2 separate regions of the Sus scrofa genome follow, and region 1 is linked to region 2. A link is a contact called in public promoter capture Hi-C data. All regions are on one chromosome and are shown on one strand. The core of a region is the stretch at or near the end of the contact, and the rest is flanking DNA. Distances in the headings are between cores, read along the strand shown. Region 1 holds the start of CRNKL1 (crooked neck-like protein 1). Region 2 holds the start of NAA20 (N-alpha-acetyltransferase 20).

What was found. Promoter capture Hi-C pulls out the DNA fragments that hold promoters and counts their contacts.
Region 1: a promoter capture Hi-C map of liver shows a contact between it and region 2, with 2.8 times the contacts expected there. The contact joins the promoter of CRNKL1 here to the promoter of NAA20 in region 2. A contact is called at or near these places in 1 of 5 promoter capture datasets (liver), 5 of 47 Hi-C or Micro-C datasets (epiblast stem cells, heart right ventricle, liver and 1 more) and 1 of 2 datasets of contacts at active chromatin or transcription factors (alveolar macrophages).

What each region holds. Positions count from the first base shown.
Region 1 is chr17:28,109,537-28,116,157 of Sscrofa11.1, forward strand. It overlaps CRNKL1 (crooked neck-like protein 1), which reads right to left and starts at 2,335. Exons shown (of 14, transcript XM_021077415.1): 1 at 1,870-2,335; 2 at 94-246. The coding sequence starts at 1,920. CFAP61 (cilia- and flagella-associated protein 61) reads left to right here and starts at 2,082. Exons shown (of 27, transcript XM_021077413.1): 1 at 2,082-2,152.
Region 2 is chr17:28,066,781-28,072,873 of Sscrofa11.1, forward strand. NAA20 (N-alpha-acetyltransferase 20) reads left to right here and starts at 3,372. Exons shown (of 7, transcript XM_021077417.1): 1 at 3,372-3,525. The coding sequence starts at 3,473.

The sequences.
Region 1 (6,621 bases), core at 1,085-3,584, 42 kb after region 2:
ATCTTATAGTCTCTCTTAACCAGTGAGGAACTTTTCCACTTCTGACCTGTTCTTAACAATATCAACAGACTGAAAGACATCACATTGACTCACCTTCCTCTTCCTTAGTTTGTAATCATTTAACTCCTCTTCATCTGTGATCTTCTGTTGAGGGGGAGGTGGAAGAAGCTCAAGTTCTCTTTCCTTAGCTTCTCTTAGCAGTTGTTCTGCAGTTATCTGTACCTCAGCTGGGGCTTTGTTTTTCACCTTTAAGACGAGACATTTCTATTTTTAGTAGACCTCTTCACACAAGGTTTAAGAAACAAATACACATTTCTTAGGATGTGAACTTTATAAACATTATTACAAGATGCCCTCCTTTGCATGACATGCTCCCATTTCTCCATAAAATTAAGTTAAAAAATACTGTTTTCTATCTTATGCATAGTATCTATCACAAAACCACAGATAAAGCTCTCAAGATATAAGGTAGCAAAAAAAAAAAAAGCACCAAGTTTTCCCTTTCAGATTAATATAATAGTAAACTCTGAGGCTGCCTAGATAAAATTCTCACCAAAGGTTTTATCAAGATGTGTGCTATATTTAGCATTTCAACCTCTATTTACAGAATTCTTCAACTTAAGCCCCAGGTAGAGGATAATGTCCCAGGTGGATAATTACAACTGATTTTTCATGGCACTTCAAGCCAAAGACTTACTCAGTAAGTTCTCATTATTAGGCTATAAGAGTCCTAGATCCAACACAGTAGCCATAATCACATTTGTTGAGTTCAAAATGGGATGGCTTCTAGTGGTAAAATATAATGGGATTTCGAAGATTTAGTATGAAAAAAAGGATAAACTACCTAATTAAATTTTTTATATTCATTACATGTTGGAATGACAATATCTTGGATTGGTTAAATAAAATATATAATTAAAATTAATGTCACCTGCAACTAGTTAAATTTAAAAAATTTAGTGGGGGGAATGAATGTCACCTGTTTTCACTTTTTAATGTAGCTATGAGAAAACTTAAAAATTACCTATGGGGCTCACATTATATTGAACTCAGGGAGCCCAATAAAAGTTTGTGGAATTGAATTGATAATTGTTCAGTGTCATGCGAAGAGTGATGATTATAATAAAATGATAGCTCATACCTAATGAACATTAAGTGCCAGATGCTGTGCTATGCACTTTATATGCGGTATCTCAAAGAATCATCATCTAAGTGGATAAAGGCTCAAGAAAGACACCTGGGCTGGAGAAACAGACTGGAGGGAGAGTATCTGTAAAGGCTTAGGACAAAGCCTCTTACATATTAAGCACTCACTAAGTATTAGCCACCGAAGGAAAAATCAGATTTCTTCTTAAATTATGCTAACTCGCAGGTCTTGTCATCTACTCTCATTCCATCCACTCTCAGCTGGCCAACTTCTACTCCGCCTCAAGGGTCGGTTTAGGTATCACTTCTCAGCAGTCTACTCTGAGACCCCTCACACAAGCCCAGTTTGCCACGGCATGTTCCACGTGGCCTGAGCAGCATTCAAGGTTGTATACTTGTAAAGATACTTTACACTTGTATCTTATTTGAAAGCTGCTCCTTGCTCGCCCTCGTTGGAGCTCCCCAGCGCCTAGCGCGCTACCTGGCTCAGCTGGTCTGTGTGGAACGACCCCAGTCCTCCCACCGCAAAAATGCCTTCCGAGACGATGGCCACGCAAACGCGGGTGCGCCCCCCATCCGCTGACCCTTCCCCTCCAGCTCTCCCGCGGCCCCACATGGGGCTGGCCGGCTCCCTGGACCACACGCCTCCCGCCCCGGGAACCGCGGAGGCCAGGCCAACCCCCTTCCCGGGCCTCCTCCCTCAAGGCTCGCGCCGCCGCCTACCTTGGCCACTTTCGGGATCCTCTGCTTCCCGGCCGCGGTGGAGGCCGCCATGGCTGCAGCGTCAGACCTCGGGCAAGCCCGGGACCCCACAAACCAACCGGGAACGCTCGCCTACACTTCAGGGATTTCCGAAAACAATCGGGATCCCGGAACCGGAAGCGGAAGTGGCTGGGGGACGTTTGACCTCCCGACGGCGCCGTGACGGAGGCAACGTCGTTTCTGTGGTAACGGTCTGCGCGTCCTCCTAGGAGCCGTGGGCGGAGCACGGCGGCTGGAGTTGCAGGTGAGTTGGATAGTGCTGGCTCCCGGTAGGGACGTGGGGAAAGTGCAGGGCGCCGGTCGCTCATCCACAGGTCGTCTCCGGGACTGGGATGCCCGTCCGAGGATGGGTGGATCTATGGAGCCCTGTTGCCAGGCAAGGGGATAGGAACCCGGCTCCGGTCAATACGCTCGAGGGCGTGGAAAAAGAGGCTGGCCAGAAAAACTGCTATTCCCGGCATGCCGAGCGGCGAGCTGCTAGGCTCCTAGGCGGCCCGACGCCGCTGTGCATTTTAGGCTTTGTAGTCTTTGAGATTTACTCTCTCTTGGTTTCTGGCTAGTTGTGACTAAATACTTAACTTTAAGGCTTGTAATTTAAAGTAACTGAAGGTTTTTAAAAGCCAGATAATAGAAATAGAGTGAAAATAAATCGTCAGAGTAATAGCAAATATGCCAATCTTGTGGTCAGATAAACATATTTAAATTTTCTTTGTGCCTTAATTTCATCAATTCTCTTAGCCCCGATGTCCCTAACTATAAGACGCAGATAATATCTATTTCACCAGGATTAAAAAGAAAAATATAAGTAATGTGCTCAGTAAATTTTAGTCGGAATATTTCTTGAACTGCTTTCAGAAACAAAAATTAATATGTGTGTGCCAATGATTAAGAGAATTTTTAAAAATAGAATTTATTTTTTAAGAGCAGGCTTAGTTTCACAGGAACATTGAATGCAAAGTACAGAAAATTCCTATTTCTCCTGCCCTGGACTCCAGCCACTGCACTATCAATATCCACCACCAGCGTAGGGAACCTATGTTGACATATCTTCATCAACCAACCTTCATAGTTTACATAGGGTTTACTCGTCATGTTGTGCATTCTGTGGGATTTGACAAATAATACAGTGCCATCTGTCCACCATTATGGAATGGTAAAGAACATTTTCACTGCCCTAAAAATCTTCCGTGCTCCGCCTATGCATCCCTCCTTCCCATTTTGTTTCCTGTAACCACTAATTTTTTTTCAATGGCAGTCTTTTGTAGACTGTCATATCATTAGAATTATATAGTGTGTAGTCTTTTCAGGTTGGTTTCTTTCACTTGGTAATATTCATTTTAGATTCCTCCCTGTCTTGTCATGGCTTGATAGCTCATTGTTTAAAAGATTGACAGTTGAAAGCCTCTTTTGGTGTTTGGAAAATATATTTATGTATTTATGTATGCAGATCACATCCACCTTTGCAGAAGAAATTTTATGCTGATTTCCCAGACTGAAGTCACCTGTAACCAATATAAAAACGTTTGCCATAGTTTCTGTACATCTTATTATTATTTAAATATTGAACGTTTTCTCACTTTTCAAATTTTAAATAAATTGAGATTTTATATAACTGTGATAGAAGTCACCTAAGGAAAGAAATAGCTATTAAAATAAAAAGATATTTCCCTTGAGTTCTCTTCAGATTGTAACTATACACAATTGATTTGACAAAGTTTAATCATCTATAGCAGCCTCTCAAAGACACAAACACCTAGAATGTTTTCTTTCTGATTGCCATCCTTCCATTTAATTGTATGTGGATTCAATTCAGCTGTTTTTTAAAAGCAAAATTTATCAACGTTATTGCTTTTCTTCTTCTCATCCGTGTTTATTTATATACACCTGCTCATTTACTTGTCTTTCCCCAGGATTTCATCTTGCGGTCCACTTTTGATTTTTTTTTCTTCTTCCTGATATATATCTTTTACTGGTTCTTTCATCTAGGTAATTTGAATGGTAGTTTTTTTCAGTCCTTGTAGTGAATTGTCTTTCTTTTCACCTTCATTTTTTAATGATCACTAATCTAGGTACAGAATTCCAGGTTAATGATTATTTTTACCTCTACATTTCTAAAATACTGTTCTAGTGATCCAGAAATTATAGCCCATTGGCCAAATTCAGCTCATTATCTCTTTTCATGTGGCCCACAAGCTAACACATTTAAAAACATTTTTAAACAATTGAGAGAAAACTAAAAGAATATCTCATGATGCCCTCAACTATATAAAAGTCAAATTTGTGTCCATAATTAAAAAATTTTAGAGTACAGTTTTCATGAAATTTGAGCAGGTATCTATCTAGACAACAAAAAGCCAAGTGATACAATACTGTATTTTGAAAGAAGACCATAGGAGTTTCCATCATGGTGCATTGGAAATGAATCCAACAAGGAACAATGAGGTTGCGGATTCTATCCCTGGCCTCGCTCAGTGGGTTAAGGATCTGGCGTTGCTGTGAGCTGTGGTGTAGATCCCAGACATGGCTTGGATCTGGCATTGCTGTGGCTGTGATGTAGGCCAGCGGCTACAGCTCTGATTAGACCCCTAGCCTGGGAACCTCCACATGCCGCAGGTGCGGCCCTAAAAAAAGACCATACACACTGTATAATTCTATTTTTCTGATGCCTAAAAAATGGCAAAGAGTGTCTGTGTGACAGAAGTCCACACAGCAGTTACATTTGGAGGAGAGAACCAGTGGGCGTGCCCTGGGCCAGCCCTCCAGGGGCTGGGAATGCCCCATATTGCTCTTTTTTTTTTTTTTACATTTTTTTCCCATAATTATTTTTAATTACAACAATAATAAAAACTCCATTAATGAAGCAAATCTTGTTAGAAACTAATTAAGAAAACTTGATAGAATTCAAATTGGAAACAGTTTGAATTGACAATTCTGAGTGCATAGTGGTAAGAAACTATCTATCATACAGTAATTAAAGAACATTTGAAATCTTACCCTTCAGCTGTATCTTCATAGCTCTTTTATAATTGTAAGTAACTAGCTAGTTAACTAATTCTAAAGCAAATATATTCATCACTGTATACAATTTTCTTTTCATGTTCAATAATATCTAGTGATTGGTTTGCATGGTTTAGGAAGAATGCCTGTTCTTTAAATTTTTTTTTACAAAATAAAATACATATATTTAAATTACATTCACACAGATTATTATATCATGGATCTTAAGAAACATATTAAACGACTCTTTTTGGAGAAGTTGAATGGAAAATATACTGAGACAAATAGGAAATTTATTCTATACTTTATCCCATTTTGTATGGCTTTCATCTTTACTATTTAGTATTATCTATTACATTTCAGTTTTTCTTTAGAAATTAGCATTATATTAAAATTGTGTGTATTATGCAACTAAAATTTATAAAGAAGAAAGCCTTATATATCGTTAAGTATTTTATATAGCATAATAAAAAGAATAACTTAATGTAAGAATAACAAAAATAATACACCCTCTGAAAATAAGTAAAATATAAAATGCTAAGTTGGTTAAAAAACAGTGTAACTATATAAAATATGTCCTCACAATTTGTTACATCTCATTGATTCTTCAATAAAGGCATTACACCATTCTAGGTAATGTGATAAACAAGACATTATAGACTTTACATTGTACCATGGAGAGAAATGGTTATTAATAATCCCATACTGCTCTTAAAGTCTGTGCAATGGCAAAAATTAACTTTCCTGTGTTGGAGCTTACTGGCCAAGAACATTAATCAGATGTTTTTCCTTAGGGAAAAGGAAGAGAGGAAAAAGAGAGAGAGGTGGGGAGAGACACCCACTGAGTTAGCGAGACATTGAGAGAAAGGTTGAAATCATTTTGTGGCCCACTGTTCTGTGGACAGCGTACCCAGCGCATTTTTCTGAACATGAGACCCTCCACTGTTGCAGTCATCCAAGAGTCTCCCCAGAGGGGCTGTGGGAGAGGCTGAGTTCTACAAAGAAAGCAGGCACTTAAAAAATTTTTTTTTATTATAGTTGATTTGCAATGTTCTATCAATTTCTGCAGTTCAGTAAAGTGACCCAAAAAGTATATACATTCTTTTTCTCACATTATCCTTCATCATGTTGCATCAGAGGTGATGAGATAGAGTTTCCTGTGCCATACAGCGGGATTTCATTGTTTATCCACTCCAAATACAATAGTTTGCATCTACTAACCCCAAACTCCCAGTCCATCCCACTCCCTCCTCTTCCCCTGAAAGCAGGTGCTTAATCCTGGAATGTCTCAGACAGTTTAATGGACATTGTGCACCCTGAGGAAGGCCCTTGCAAGAAGCATTTATTTTCTTTCTTTTTTTCTTTTTGGCTCTGCCTGTAACATGAGGAAGTTCCTGGGCCAGAGATTGAACCCAAGCCACAGCGGTGACAACATTGGATCCTTAACCACTAGGCCAACAGGGAGCTCATACTTATTTGACCATAGGACTCTTTTCACCTCAAAATATCCCTCAGGATTGCTGCCCTTCAGGGCTCCAGTTTGGAGCCTTTTTTTTTTTTTTTTTTTTGCTTTTAAAAGCCTAAGTTTTGCTTTTAAAAACATGTTTGAAAAAAAAAAACAAAACACGTTTGGAACATGGGCAGCTGTTGTCAGTATTTCCACTGTAACTCTTGACCATGATTAAATAGGAGAGGACCCTGAATCAGTAAATACTT
Region 2 (6,093 bases), core at 2,122-4,621:
ATTGACAGAACACTGTAAAATTACCTATAATGGAAAAAATAAACATCATAAAGTTGAAAAAAAAATTTTTTGGAGTTCCCTTGTGGCTCAGCTGTACATTAAGGATCCAGCGTTGTCACTGCTATGGTTCTGGTTACAGCTGTGGCACAGGTTCCATCTCTGGCCCTGGAACTTCCACATGCCAAAGACACGGCCGAAAAAATAAATACGTAAAATAAATGTTTTATCCGAAGGCTACTCCCCATCCAAGCTGTTTCATTGTCAAGTGCACTGCTGAGGACTCATCAAAATATATATTTACTGTGCACTTTGTCTTTTCCTCGTGATCTGAAGGAAAAGACATGGAACAACAACAGATGACACGCTAGGTTGTTTGCAAGTTTAAGTGTGGAAATTTGCCATGATGGCTGAGAGCCAGGTCAGCACGATTTACAGAAGAGCACATGCTGTTTTGTCTCAAGGAGCAGCAAAATGTTTTGTGATAAAATGTGGTAAAAAGCCTGTCGCTTTTTCCAACTACGCAGTAAAAGGAAGTACACAATGTCAAATAATCAATGAGAGGTTCTATGAGTCATCTTTAACAGAGGAAAAGGAGCAGCCAGGACAGGGACGCTGTTTATCTGCAGCTTCAAAATAAGATTGAATGCCTTGAAACAGAAAGCAATAACCATGCACCCCAGGAGCCTAAGGAACTGGGGGTCTCCAAGGCGCTGAAGGTAGTTTGTGCTTCTTACAGTTACAGAGATGCTGGGGACAATAATGGAAACTAGAGTGATTTTTTTTTTAAAGTCAGGTTTGTTTATTTATTTATTTGGCCATACCTCATGGGGTGTGGAAGCTCCCAGGCCAGGGGTTGAACTCAAGCCACAGTAGTGACCCCAGCAGTGACAACACCGGATCCTTAACCGCTAGGCCACCAGGGAACTCCAGAGTCAGGTATATTTACGGTATAAGCTACATACAGTAAAATTCACCCTCTGCAGTTATGAGCTATGAATTCTGACAGGTCTGTTCAGTAATGGAGCCACCATTGTGATCAGTCCTGAACTAAACTTTCTTTTCTGCTTCCCAACCCCTTCCCCTGGCAATACATGATGTTTTCTGTTCCCATAATTCTCTCCTTTCCAGAATGGCATATAAATGGAATCACACAGTTTATAGAATTTTGGCACTGGCTTAACTATCTGTGTACAGGTTTTTGTGCGAACATAGTTTTCATTTCTCTGGATTAAATGCCCAGGAGTGCAATTGCTGCGCTAAATGGTAGCTGCGTATTTAGTTTTTAAGGAAACAAACTCTTTTCCAGAGAGGCTGTACCATCTGACATTCCCACTGGCTATGTAGGAGTAATTCAGCTTTGATTTTTTTTTTTTTTTTTTTTTTGGTGTCATTTCTTGGGCTGCTCTCGGGGCATATGGAGGTTCCCAGGCTAGGGGTCGAAATCAGAGCTGTAGCCACCGGACTACACCAGAGCCACAGCAACTCGGGATCCGAGCTGCGTCTGCGACCTACACCACAGCTCACGGCAACGCCGGATCCTTAACCCACTTAGCAAGGCCAGGGATCAAACCCGAAACCTCATGGTTCCTAGTCGGATTCGTTAACCACTGAGCCACAACGGGAACTCCTGATTTTTGTTTTGTTTTTGTAAATTTCTGTGTTAAACTGCTGAAATTGTCAAAGATGCACTAGGTTTAAAACATATGCACTGTTAAGAATGTTTTATTTCTAATCTCACTTCTAATACAAAAACTTAGTCACCCATAAAAGGGAAAACAAAACTCATGCTGGACTTACTCTTCTCCCCCAGAAACTTTAAACACCGGAAGACAAAAGAATAATGATGTTTACAAAGTTCGGGGGTGGGAGGATATGAGATCCATGAATATCCAGCCAATATTCTAACTCGACATCTCTCACAGACTAAGGAGCTCTGAAGACAGAGCATCAGCCCCATGGGGCCCCTGGAAAACAAAGCAAAGGAAAGCAGAAAACAAACAAACAAAAAAACACTGTAATGAAATCCAACCAACCCATAAATGAATCAAAACAAAGGGAATGAGAAAATTGTAATAAAAAAGTGGCAGCAAGTATTACATCCCTTGAATTACAGACTTAACTGGAGGATGCATATTTGTAACACAGATGTATATATAAATTCTAAAAAAGTCACAATAATACAAGAAACATAATCAAGAGAGGAAGACAGAGGAGACAAAGAGCATTATATCTTTAAATTACAAAGAGACAACAGTGCCCTAAATGGAAAATTCTAATAAAAAATATGACTTCAACCTCAACGATTTTGATTAAGATGTTGAAAACGTGGAGTTCCCGTCGTAGCTCAGTGGTTAGCAAACCCGACTAGAATCCATGAGGACCTGGGTTCTATCCCTGGCCTCGCTCGGTGGGTGGGTCTAGGATCCAGTGTTGCCGTGAGTTGTGGTGTAGGTTCAAGATACGGCTCGGATCCGGAGTTGTTGTGGCGTAGACTGGCGGCTACAGTTCCGATTGGACCCCTAGTCTGGGCACCTTCATGTGCCACGGGAGCAGCCCCCAAAAGACAAAAAGACAACAACAACAAAAAAGTTGAAAACGTATTTACCATATATGATGTGAGGTTTTATATGTGTGTGTGTGTGATCTTTTTTTTCTTTCTTTCTTTTTTTTTGCCTTTTCAGGGCCACACCCGCGGCATCCGGAGGTTCCCAAGCTAGGGGTCTAATCTGAGCTACAGCTGCCGGTCTACACCACAACCGCAGCAGCGCCTGATCCAAGCCGCGTCTGCGACCTACACCACAGCTCAAGGCACTGCCGGATCCTGAACCCACTGAGCGAGACCAGGGATCTAACCGGCAACCTCATGGTTCCTAGTCAGATTCGTTTCTGCTGCGCCACGACTGGAACTCCTGGTATCCTTATTTCTCTGATGCTCTGTAATCTATTCAGTTTTGATCCTGCCAGCTACATCCATCCCGGTTAACTCTGTAAACTGCAGAAAATGGGTAGTAATAAAAATGATTCTTGACCACTGAAACGCACATGCATCGTGCGTGTCCAGGAGGAGATGCACTGGATTGCTGCTTTGTGTACACCGACTTACATCTACTTGTAAATACGTTTCAGCATTCCCGATGGCCTTGTGCAGTTTAGATTCCTCTTTGGACTCACTGTCTAATCTTACCGCTTTGGTTTCCTAACTCCAGAGTCTCTGCTCCTTCCTGGGGGATCCCCCTGCCCGCTTCCCCAGTCACTCCCAACGAGCGGTTGTGAAGTTCTGAAAAAGACCCGGAGACTCCCCAGGAGTTCCCGACTCTGGCCACCAGAGGGAGCTGCGTCGCCTCCACCGTTGCTGAGCAACTCTTGGCCCGGAAGCAGTTCTGCGCTCCGCCCCGCGGCGGCCGCGCGCGGAACGACTTCCGGCGGGGAGTGCGCGGGGTCGCGGAGGGCCGGCTCCTGCGGCTGCGACGGGATGACCACTCTCCGGGCTTTCACGTGCGACGACCTGTTCCGCTTCAACAATATGTGAGTGGCCGCGCTCCCTGACCATGGCCATGCTGCCGCCGTTGCGTCCCCGGGGCCGCGGGGTCGGGGTAGGGAGGAGGCCGGGCCGAACGGACGTGCTGACGCCCCGCTGACCTTGGCCGGGCGCGGACGTCCCACAGCAGCCCAACGCGTGCAGTCCCGGCGCCTCACGGGGCCGTCGGGCAGGGGGCGCGGACCGGTCCCGCGTCTCCGGTCGGCGTCCTCTCGGTGCCGGGGACCCGCGCGGTGCCGCCCAGCTTGGAGGAGGAGGTCCACTTGTGTTCTTGCGGAGTGGCAGTTTCGTGCGTTTCGTTACTGTCGCTGCGCTTCCTGCGGGGGAGTCGGGGGCGGCAAGGCCCACGGTGCGCACTTCCTTGCGTCCGACTTAAGTCGGGGTGTGGGACTTGTACATGCCTTTTTTTTCCCAAACGTTTTATTATGAAAATTTCTGAACACTTAAGAAGTTGACTGTAGACTCATAAGCCGACTCTATCGTTTACAGTGCTACACTGGCGTCATCCATCCATCCACGCATCCACCAATCCCACATCCACTTTAAAGATACTCTGGTAGTCACGTGAAAACTAAGGACCAAGTAGTTCAGATTCAAGTGTCAGGAGCATGGAAAGAACTCGAGACGAGGTAGCTAGAAACATTCAAAAAGTAGCTGAGCCTTGGAAGGTGTGTAAGTGTTGATGGTGGTGAGGAGGGAGGTTTTGGAGAAGGACGCAGGTGTGGAGGTGAGAGCCTCAGGAATGGCCAACACCTCTCAGGTGAGGGACTGTAGTAGCCGGTTCTGTAATTCGGAGGTCAGAGAAACTGGTGAGACTGGTCTGCCCCATTGTTGGGGATTTTCTCCGGGGCCTCTCCCAGTCGGAGGAGCGTAACTGAGGCTGTGTTGAGGTCTCGCTGTGTGTGGATGCGCTTCTTATCCCATCTGGTGTGAATTAACTAAAGTACTGAGTGTGAATTGCCCCTGGTGGGAGAGCCTTCCTGCCGGCAGGAAGCAAGGAGTCAAATTTAAGGACATTTGACTCCAGGGCTGTGCTGCTTAGCGAGGTCCCTGACCACCGGGGAACTTTTTGGAAATGCACATTCTTAGTTGTGTGAAGAGCACCGCTCTGGAGCCTGAGCTCCCCACCACAAGCTGTGAGGAGCGGGAGGCGGTGTGAGGAGTGAGAGGCAGTAAGAGGAGGCATACTAGCAGGTAAGCCTTTTAAGACGCTTTGGTAATGGTGGCTTGACAGAGGCTTGGGTTTGGGAAGTGCAGGCCTGGGAGGTGCCAGTTGCCTGGAAGTTTCAGGAGTAGAGGCAAAGCTTCTGGGAGAATCAGTCCTAACTGAAGACCTAAGAAGGGCCAGTGCTTATATATGAAAAGGAATAGAGTAGAAAGAAAATATGCAGGATCATTTATTTATAACAAAATATCTGATTTCAGAGAATCACCTAGCTCATTAAGGGCTCTTCAGAATATGCCAATAGGGAGACTCCTTGTCCTCCTCATTTTCTCCTAATTCTCACTTTAGTGCACTTCTATCAAGAACTCCTTGGATCACTCAGGGTGTGAAAGAAGCAATGGATGTGGAAACATTGCAGTTAATTTAACAAATGTTGTATTCTTGGAAAAATATCTTATGCCTGCTGTGCACCAGTGCTGAAGACATAGCAGTGAACAGAACAGGGGAAAAAAATTATCTTTCTGGAGTTTACCTTTTAGAGGGGAAAACAAGGTGAGAAAATACAGCATGTAGAACTTAGTGCTCAGTACAAAGGGAAAAATGAGAGCAGGAAAGGGAGATAGGAAGTGAATGGGGATTTGACTTCTGGTAAGGTGTTCAGGGAAGGGGTCACTGCGGAAAGACCATTGGGGGAGAGAGGAGCAGAGGGATGGGTACTTCGAGGCAGAGGGCATAGCTAGTGCACAGACTGCTGTTTCAGACAGGAGGCTGCGGCGGGTGGCCAGTGTGGCTGCAGGGGTGAGTGTGGGGGTGTGAGGTCACGAGGTTGGATCAAAGGGCTGGACCTTGAAGAGACCAGCATAGGACATGGGCCTCTGCCAAGTGCACTTGGTACCAGGTGGAGAAGTCAGGTGGGCATCTGGGCAGGAGAGTCTCATGTTTAGTTCTGTGCTAAAGATAGAAATTTGGGGGCCAACACTACGTAGATGGTATTAAAACCAGGCGGCTAGGGGACATCAGTAATGGAATGAATGTGGGTAGGAAAAAAAGGCTCCAGGTTGGCGCTCCAGGGCATCATGTGTTAAAGGAGCTGAGGCCCAGTGAGGTGGGGCCGAGCTGGGGCAGCATTTCAGGAGCATGCAGCTGTGAGCCATAGTGGGTGGCCAAGCATGCAGCACACGTGTACATGTCTTTCTGGGAGCAGGGCTATGGGACCTGCCCACCAGTGCCCCAGTCCTAGTACAGGAGAGCACATGGAGGGTGGGTACAGATGCTTCAGGTGGGTGGGTTGGGGTGGGATCTTGGTGAAGCTTTCTTCCTACTGTTGTTGTCTTACTGAAACAGGGAGCAGCTGAGATGGAAATAGGGGGACGTTAAGGGCGAACTGGGA